Linked DNA regions of Rattus norvegicus: region 2 is linked to region 1. Evidence: chromatin contacts called from public Hi-C data. All regions are on one chromosome and are shown on one strand. Each heading gives the region's core, a stretch centred on a gene start, on an enhancer-like site or on the middle of the called end of the contact. The rest is flanking DNA. Distances are from core to core; before and after follow the strand shown. Region 1 has its middle 20 kb from the start of S100a6. Region 2 holds the start of Pglyrp4 (peptidoglycan recognition protein 4).

The links. Hi-C and Micro-C count contacts between places; a contact is called where the count stands out from the background.
Region 2: a contact with region 1 is called in a Hi-C map of the A7r5 cell line, with 2.5 times the contacts expected there. The contact joins the promoter of Pglyrp4 here to the enhancer-like site in region 1. A contact is called at or near these places in 3 of 12 Hi-C or Micro-C datasets (the A7r5 cell line, frontal cortex and mammary epithelial cells).

Annotation. Positions count from the first base shown.
Region 1 is chr2:178,416,301-178,420,797 of GRCr8, reverse strand. No RefSeq gene overlaps it. Among named protein-coding and RNA genes, the nearest start is that of S100a6, 20 kb to the right of the region's middle. Within about 2 kb of position 3,012, at least 1 of the 93 cell types and tissues checked has an H3K27ac peak or open chromatin away from gene starts, as enhancers often do. A contact at or near this core is called in the A7r5 cell line, where this site is marked.
Region 2 is chr2:178,496,928-178,501,594 of GRCr8, reverse strand. Pglyrp4 (peptidoglycan recognition protein 4) reads right to left here and starts at 1,357. Exons shown (of 9, transcript NM_001412554.1): 1 at 971-1,357.

The DNA.
Region 1 (4,497 bases), core at 1,763-4,262:
ACTATATCCACCAAAGCTTGTTCTCCTACACCTCAGGACTCCATCACCATTACTCTTGTCCCTGGAGTTTGTAGCAGTCACCACTGTTACAACCACCCATACTTCCTCTGTCCCTGATAAAATCTGACAAAGGCTGAGAATGCAAAAGGCTTGGTTCTAAGTCACCCTTGCCACCTAGAAGTGTTCTAAATAGGTTCCAGTTCTGGAACAATACAAAGAAGTCTTGGGGAGAGCTTAGAGGGACGTTTTCTGCTGTGACAAGGTTCCTGCCTTCCTTATACTGGTTGTTGTCATGTTATTGTTTCTTGAGGGGAAAGACACACTAGCAAAGAAATTGGTGTCAGCCAAGTGATGGTGGCACTTGCCTTTAATCCTAGCATTCAGGAGGCAAGGCAGACAGATCTCTGAGTTCAAGGCCAGCCTGGTCTACATAGCAAGTTCTAGGACTATACAGAGAAACCCTGTCTCAAAAAAAAGGAAGGAAGTAGGAAGGAAGGAAGGAAGGAAGGAAGGAAGGAAGGAAGGAAAAAGAAAGAAAGAAAGAGAAAAAGGAGAGAGAGAGAGAAGTGCAGAACACAGGAGCTGTTCCTTGCCTGCTGACGTGGCTTCCAGCTTCCCATGACAGCAAATGGCTATGACCTAATCCTTCCAAGGGCCGATGGTGTTTATTTCCCTAGTATCCATGTGTCACCCAACAACCTACCCATCACATCTGCTATGCCCTCTGTGCTCTCTAAACAACATCAAGGACCAGTGCACAGGTCACAGCAGATACAGACACTAAGGAGCCTTGAAGATCCTCAGCGAGACTGGGATCCATCTTGGAGAAGCCAGTCACCGCAAAGCACTTTGGAACAGTAAAGCTCTGAGTGGCCTTCAGGGAAGAGACCAAGTCCTCAGCTAACCCAAGCAAGATCAGGACACCTTTGCCTCCCTTCCCCCTAAGGCCTCCTCTCCCTGGCTTCCCTCCAGCACTCAATTCATTCAGTACCTGCTGGACACCAGGGTGCCCTGAACATTGGAGAAGGGAAAATACACAAGATGGATAAGATTCTCACCCTGAGTATAGTCTGAGAATTAAGGATTTTTGTTTTTATTGGCATATGTAATTATATATGTATTAATTATATAAGGATGATTTGTAGGGTGTTATATTTGTACATGTGTTGTGTTCATCTAGTGAGTACGTTCATGCATCTGGGGCCAGAGGACAGCTTCAGGTGCTCCTCTCGGGCATGGTCCACTTTGGGCTTTTGGGGTTGTTCTGTTTTGCTCTGTTTGTTGTTGTTGTTGTTTGTTTGTTTTGTTTGTTTGTTTGTTTGTTTTTGCCTTTTTAGACTGAGGAATCCGGGGCTTGCTGTTTAGACTAGGCTGGCTAGCCATCACGTCCTGGGGAATTGCCTGCATCTACCTCTCCACCACTCCCAGCTTTCAACATGGCTGCCAAGACCCAGTGAGACTCAAACTCATGTCTTTGGGCTCCCACAGTGAGCACTTACACTGAGTCATCTCCTCAATCCCAAGATGCCATTTTTAACTTTTCTTTTTCACGCTTTTTTCTCTTTGGAATTGTAAAAGTGACCCATCCTCTTTACAGAAAGGTAAATGTGACAGCCATCATGCCACAAATAAATTTTGCTTCACTTTGTTAGTGAGTTTTCCTTACTTTTATATTTTCATCAAACCAGTGCTTGCATATGCCTTTTTGCAATGATACCCAGTCCCTCCCTGAGGGACTATTGTTAGTCAACAGCTGTTAGGGTAGAGGTAGTATGTTATCTTCTTTCTCTTTCTCACTAGGAATAGTCTTCATAGTGTGGTAATTTTATAACCTTAGATTTCATTTTCTTTAGTGGTGTAGTCACTGATAAGTTCCCTGTGCTCCATCAAATAAGGTCACACTTGCTCTCTGGAAAGAAACTCTAGTTAAGCTCAGTGGATCACACAAAAAAGAAGAGGTGAAAATAGGAGGTGGGATTGCTGGGAAGAAAGGTTTCAGTGGGAGGTGGAGGGGAGATTAAGGGGACTGGGTGGGGGAGACTAAAACCCATTATATAAATGTAACAGTTTTTAAATGTTTTTGGAAGGCAACATTTGTAAACTAAGAAGCCCTTTGACCTCGTTCCTCTCAGCTTTTGGCACTGGGAAGTCACCAAGTCTAAGGTTGTATCAGTCTAGTAAACAAAAACCATTAAGACACTAAATGTCATTTGTCCAAAGTATATTTTCAGAGTGCTTCCTTATTACTGGCCCATGACGTTCATAGTTTCTGTTTTATCTGGTTTTCAGTTGTTTTGTGGAGTTTCCCTTGCCAAGTAAAGAAGCCTATGGCATCTATATTACTACATGATAAAAAGCTACATATACTAATTTTCAATGCAAAGTTATATATACCACTATATATAACCCAACTTCATATCCTGTGCAGTAATGTCCACCAAAATCACTTCCTGAACACACATCCCACCCTGTCCCAGCTGCCCCTTCCTCTCTAAGGATGCGATGTTCTGGCTCCTGAACGTTCCCTCCCTTTTCTATGGTCAGTGATTATTCTGTATGTTAATCTCTCGTCCTCTTTCATGTCAGGAATATTCTTCATATTGTAATGATTTTATACCCTTAGTAATAAAAGACCAGGTTAATTTACAGCTCTGATTGGCCTGATTCATCTTGTTTATCCACCTCTTTCAACAATCACTGTGGCCAGGGTGACATCATCCACAAGAGCTAAATTACAGGCTTGGAGAAAAGGCCACCCTCTGATGCTTTGTTTGTGAAAAGTTGCTGTTTGTAAAATAGCCAGAGGACTCCATGTCCTCAGAACATTTCAGAGGGTGTCAGCTAGGAGATGTTCACTGACCAATTCCCCTTTCCATGTCCTCAAACTTGCCTCCTGAAACTCCAACAGGGTTCCAAATCTGCCCAAATTAGTCACGTCACCTCACTCTAACCCGAGGTCAGCTACAAGTACCAACTTGCCCGTCACCCAAGTGTGCGTGTGAAACCACACTGCAGTTATGAGCCACTGTAGACTGCCTCCTACATTCCAGAGCTTTGAGGGAGACTGCACACAAGAGGCTTGTCCAGGGCTCATGAAATGAAGAGACAAGGTTCTCGGATCACCCGGGTCTGCAGTCACATAGCCACAGTGTAAGAAGGGTATTAGGTTTTGAAGTAATACCAAAAGGATATGGAAATAAGAAAGACAGCTGCCCTAGAAATGAGGGGCAAAGCCTCAAAAAGGGTAGTGGTTGGACAGATGAAAATGAACACAAGGATAATAGCAAGGACCAACTGGACCCATAGCCAGCCTCTGGGCACTGGGGACTTACTGGGTCCTTTTACAATTACCATACAATCTACCCACGGGACCCAGAGCTGAGCCCCTTTGTCTCCCTTGCTGGTCTCCCTTCCTCCTCCTAGCCTCCTTCCTCCCCCTAAAGGAAGCAACACCAAGACCTCCCAAAGGCAATTCCATCCATTCACTCATTCTCCAGACCCCAAAGCCTTCACTGCTTCAATTACAGTGGCCCCAAAGTAGAAGGTAAAGGGGGTACATTTCTAAGCATTCTGGAGAAACTCTTGGTCCCCTATGGGGAATATTCTAGGCAGGAGTCTAAGTCCAACACACACAACAACCCTACCCTCACCTCAAAAAAAGACAGTCTAGGATTACCCAGAGAGAAAGCTGGGGTGTTTGGGGGTGCCATTTCTTCCCACCTCATCCCCATAACAGAGGAAAGCAGGCACTATTCCCCTAGACCAAGTGGGAAGTTCACTAAGAGAACCTTTCAATTGACTGAAGCCGGTTCATGTAATGGAAAATACAGGAAATGGCTCCTGACCCAAGTGTAGAACATTCTGAAGGTGGGAGGCGGCCTGTCCCAAAGTCAGTGAGGAAAGATGGCTGCTAGGAAGTCAACTGCACTGCCACCTGATGTTTAGGCAATTATTGAGGTCTCATGATCAGATAACAATCCCTAAAATATAGGCTCTGCCTACAGAACAACTTAACCCCACCAGAGTCCGAGTGCAGATGTTAGCTGGATCCTGGTGAGGTTTGTCATAAGTGATCTCATCAGGTGAAGAGACAAACCCACAGGAGTCAACACATCTTGAGGATTATGAGGGTGATGGTCAGAATGCATGTGACTCCTTGTGGCTCTATTCTCCCTAATCAGAAGAGCAGGCAGACACATAGATGATGACAGATTGCTAAAAGAGTAAAGAGGCTCCATGTGTCCCTTCCCCATTGCAGGGTAGGCCTGGCTGGAGCAGAGGAAGCCTTTGAATAGAACCAGAATGGAAACCTTCAGGTGGACTTTCCACTACCTGTAGGTCATGACCTCAGAGATACTAAAAAGGCTATGGACCTGCCATGATTCCATCCAGGGTAAGGAATGGTGGCTGAGAGTGTTCTTTGAAGAGAACTGGTTTTGTCTGCATTTGCACTTCAGAAAGTCAGTGGTTATGATTCAGAGGCACCTGTTGTGCCTG
Region 2 (4,667 bases), core at 108-2,607, 82 kb before region 1:
AAACATACGTTCTATCAAAACCAACACAGTCTTCATTGTATTTAGCAAGTGTTTATCCGTCTCCTGTATGCAAAACTTATCTAGTGATGAGTTAGCAGATTAATAATGCAGTAAGGGAGATAGACCAAAAAGCCAGTAATTATAATGTCCACAGTGTGCTGCTTTGGAAAACCTACTATTTTCTACAAATGGTGTAGACTTCAAGGAGATTCCTGAGGTAGAGCCAGGCAACAGAAAGCTCCTGAGATATAACACCTGCAAGTCTTGGGATGAGGTCTGGAGTTTCAGTAGGAAGTGAAGTGAGGACAGGTTTATTCAACACCCAGGGGAGGTGAAAGGACTGGAGAACAGCATCCAGGAACAAGAAAGAGACAAGCAGCTTTCTCAGCTTGGAAGGCTAAGTTTCCCAGCAATCAGAGATTCTGGGCAGAGATGCCCAGGCAGGAATGAGAGAAGTGTGCAGACTTAACAGACCTTCAGAATGAGAGTTCAGAAACCAGAGGGCTGAAGACCCCTCCACATGAATGCAGGAGTAGCCCAACGTACAGACATGGCTGAAGGTGGCCTTCAGGGTAGCTAGTCATCAAAGACTGGGTGTGAACAGAGCCCAGAGATTGCAGAACAATAGTCTAGTTCCTCACCCACCACCTGGGAACTCTCTGGATTTGGATTTCCTGGCACCCTTGTCTCAAACTGCACATTCTGGGTCAGAGGTACAATAGGATGGCTCTCAGGAGCTATCTGTGGCTACCTACAGACAGGCAGGTAAGTTGGTGAAGGACAACTTTGGTGAGGGGGGATGCTAACTTCCTCTACAAGAGGAAACAATTAGCAAACCAGAAGCCACCAAAGTCCCTGGAGCACTTCCAAGTCCCTTCTGCACTACATCCAACCTGTCCACACAACCAGAACCCCCATTTCCTTCTCCAGGGTCTACATCAGTGAGTCCCCCTGACCCTCTTATCCATACCTTCTCCCCAAGCAGCTCGATGTAACCCAGACTCCACATCCAGTGCTCTGGTCTAGTCTGTCCTCTACTATCTATGTCACAACTGATCTCTAGACTTCTGCCAGGACCTTCCTTACCTATTTTCACAATGCCCAAGCCCTTCCTATGCCACACCAAACCCTTCTACCCATCCAGATCTACCCTAGCACTCCAAGCTTGTACGCCAGTCATCTGTCCACCTAACTTCATTTCACCCAAGCCATTTCCAACCTCTTGGTTTAACCTGCCCAAATAGCTCTTCTACCCTAACCTGCTCTGTCCATATTAGACGTAGAACTAACAAAAGGAGTCTAGAAGCACAGACAATCCTGAGAAGTCAGGGGACACAACCACTTCTGATCACATTGCTGTCCCAAGAGGAACCGGCCTAGAGCCCTCTGGGGAATCTAGGAGCCTTCAGGGAAAGGATCCTTCCAGTCTCCGCCTGCACCCAGACCTGAAAGCCAGTCTCAAGGAGCTCTGACACACCCAAAACCAGAGCTAAGACCACCACTTCTGCTCCAAGGGACCTGCCTGGAGCCCTCAGAACACAGGAACCCAAAAGCAGTCTGGGACAGGATCCTTCCAGTTTCCACCTGTGCCCGGAACTGACCCTGTGACACAGCTCTTTGTACCCAGATCTCTCTGGAAGAAAGCCAGTCTCCAGGAGTGCTGACACACAGGCTTACAGGAGGGTCAAGTCACTGTCAGAGACAGCAAATCCAACTAACACCAGAGACACCTAAACAACAGAAACCAAGACTGAGAAGCACCTAAAAAAATGTTCAACATCCTTAGTCATCAGGGAAATGCAAATCAAAACAACCCTGAGATTCCACCTCACATCAGTCAGAATGACTAAGATGCAGGCAGGTCCCTCAGAGCAGAAGTGGTGGTCTTAGCTCTGCTTTTGGGTGTGTCAGAGCTCCTGGAAAAAACTCAGGTGACAACAGACAGTGGTGAGGATGTAGAGAAAGAGGAACACTCTATTGTTGGTGGGATTACAAGCTGGTACAACCACTCTGGAAATCAGTGTGAAGGTTCCTCAGTAAATCAGACATAGTACTACCTGAGGACCCAGCTATACCACTCCTGAGCATGTACCCAAAAAGATGCTCTAACATACAACACAGACACATGCTCCACTATGTTCATAGCAGCCTTATTTATAATAGCCAGAAGCTGGAAAGAACCCAGACGCCCTTCAACAGAGGAATAGATACAAAAAATGTGGTACATCTACACAATGGAGTACTACTCAGCTATTAAAAACAATCACTTCATGAAATTCACAGGCAAATGGATGGAACTAAAAAAATATCATCCTGAGTGAGGTGACCCAATCATAAAACACACATGGTATGCACTCACTGATAAGTGAATATCATCCCAAAAGCTGGGATTACCCAAAATACAATCCACAGACCACATAAAGCTCAAGAAGAAGGACAACCAAAGTGTAGATGCTTCAGTCCTTCTTAAAAGGGGGAACAAAAATATTCATAAGTGGAGATACAGAGACGAAGTTTGGTGCAGACTGAAGGAATGGCCATTCAGAGCCTACCCCACCTGGGGATCCATCCCATATATATACAGCTACTAAACCCAGACAGTACTGCTGATGTCAAGAAGTGCATGCTGACAGGAGCCTGATATAGATGTCTCCTGAGAGGCTCTGACAGGGCATGACAAATATTGAGGTGAATACTAGCAGCCAACCATTGAACTGAGAACAAGGTCCACATTGGAGTAGTTAGAGAAAGGATTGGCGGAGCTGAAGGAGTTTGCAACACCATAAGAACAAAAATCCCAACCAACCAGAGCTCCCAGAGACTAAACCACCATCCAAACAGTACACATGGACAGACCCATGGCTCCAGCTGCATATGTAGCAGAAGATGGCCTTGTTGGGCACCAATGGGAGGAGAAGTCCTTGGTCTTGACAAGCTGAATCCCCAGTGTAGGGGAATATCAGGGCGGAGAGGCAGGAAGGGGTAGGTGGTAGGGTGGGGACAACGCCCACAGAGAAGAAGGGATAGGGGGTATAGGTTAGGGGGTTTATGGACAGAAAACCAGGAAAGGAGATAACATTCAAAATGTAAATAAAATATCCAATAATAAAATATAAGCTATTAAAAAATGCAAATCGATCCATTCGTATCACCTTGTACAAAGCTCAAGCCCAAGAGGATCAAGGACCTCCACATAAAACCTGATACACTGAAATTAATAGAAGAGAAAGTGGGAAGAACCTCAAACGCATAGGCACTGGGGAAATTTTCCTGAACAGAACACCAATGGCACATGCTCTAAGATCAAGAATTGACAAATGGAATCTCATAAAACTGCAAAGCTCCTGTAAGGTAAAGGACATTGTCAATAGGACAAAACAGCAACCAACAGATTGGGAAAAGATCTTTACCAATCCTACAACAGATAGAGGCCTTATATCCAAAATATACAAAGAACTCAAGAAGTTAGACTGCAGGGAGACAAATAACCCTATTAAAAAATGGGGGACAGAGCTAAACAAAGAATTCTCAATTGAAGAATATCGAATGGCTGAGAAGCACCTAAAGAAATGTTCAACATCCTTAGTCACCAGGGAAATGCAAATCAGAACAACCCTGAGATTTCACCTCACACCAGTGAGAATGGCTAAGATCAAAAACTCAGGTAACAGCAGATGCTGGCGAGGATGTGGAGAAAGAGGAACACTCCTCCATTGTTGGTGGGATTGCAGACTGGTACAACCATTCTGGAAATCAGTCTGGAGGTTCCTCAGAAAATTGGACATTAACTGCCTGAGGATCCAGCTATACCTCTCTTGGGCATATACCCAAAAGATGCTCCAACATATAAAAAAGACACGTGCTCCACTATGTTCATTGCAGCCTTATTTATAACAGCCAGAAGCTGGAAAGAACCCAGAGGCCCTTCAACAGAGGAATGGATGCAGAAAATGTGGTACATCTACACAATGGAATATTACTCAGCTATCAAAAACAACGAGTTTATGAAATTCATAGGCAAATGGATGGAACTAGAAAATATCATCCTGAGTGAAGTAACCCAGTCACAAAAGAACACACATTGTACACACTCGCTGATAAGTGGATATTAGCCCAAAAGCTCAGAATACCCAAATTACAATCCACAGACCACGTGAAGCTCAAGAAGTTGGAAGACCAAAGAGTGGATGCTTCAGCCATTCTCAGAAGGGGGAACAAAATAGTTACAGGAGGAGATACAGAGACGAAGTGTAGGGCAGACTGAGGGAAGGTCATCCAGTGATGGCCCCACCTGGGGATCCATCCCATATACTGTCACCAAGCACAGACCATATTGTGAATGCCAAGAAGTGCATGCTGACAGGAGCCTGATATAGCTGTCTCCTGAGAGGCTCTGCCAGAACCTGAGAAATACAGTCAGATGCTCTCAACCAACCATTGGACTGAAAACGGGGCCACCAATGGAGGGGCTAGAACAAAGACTGAAGGAGCCCAAGGGGTTTTCATCCCCATAGGAAGAACAACAATATCAACCAACCAGACCCCCCAGAGCTCCCAGAGACTAAACCACCAGCCAAAGAGCACACATGGAAGTACACGTGGCTCCAGCAGCTTGTGTAGCAGAAGATGGCCTTGTCAGGCATCAATGGGAGGAAGGCCCTTAGCCC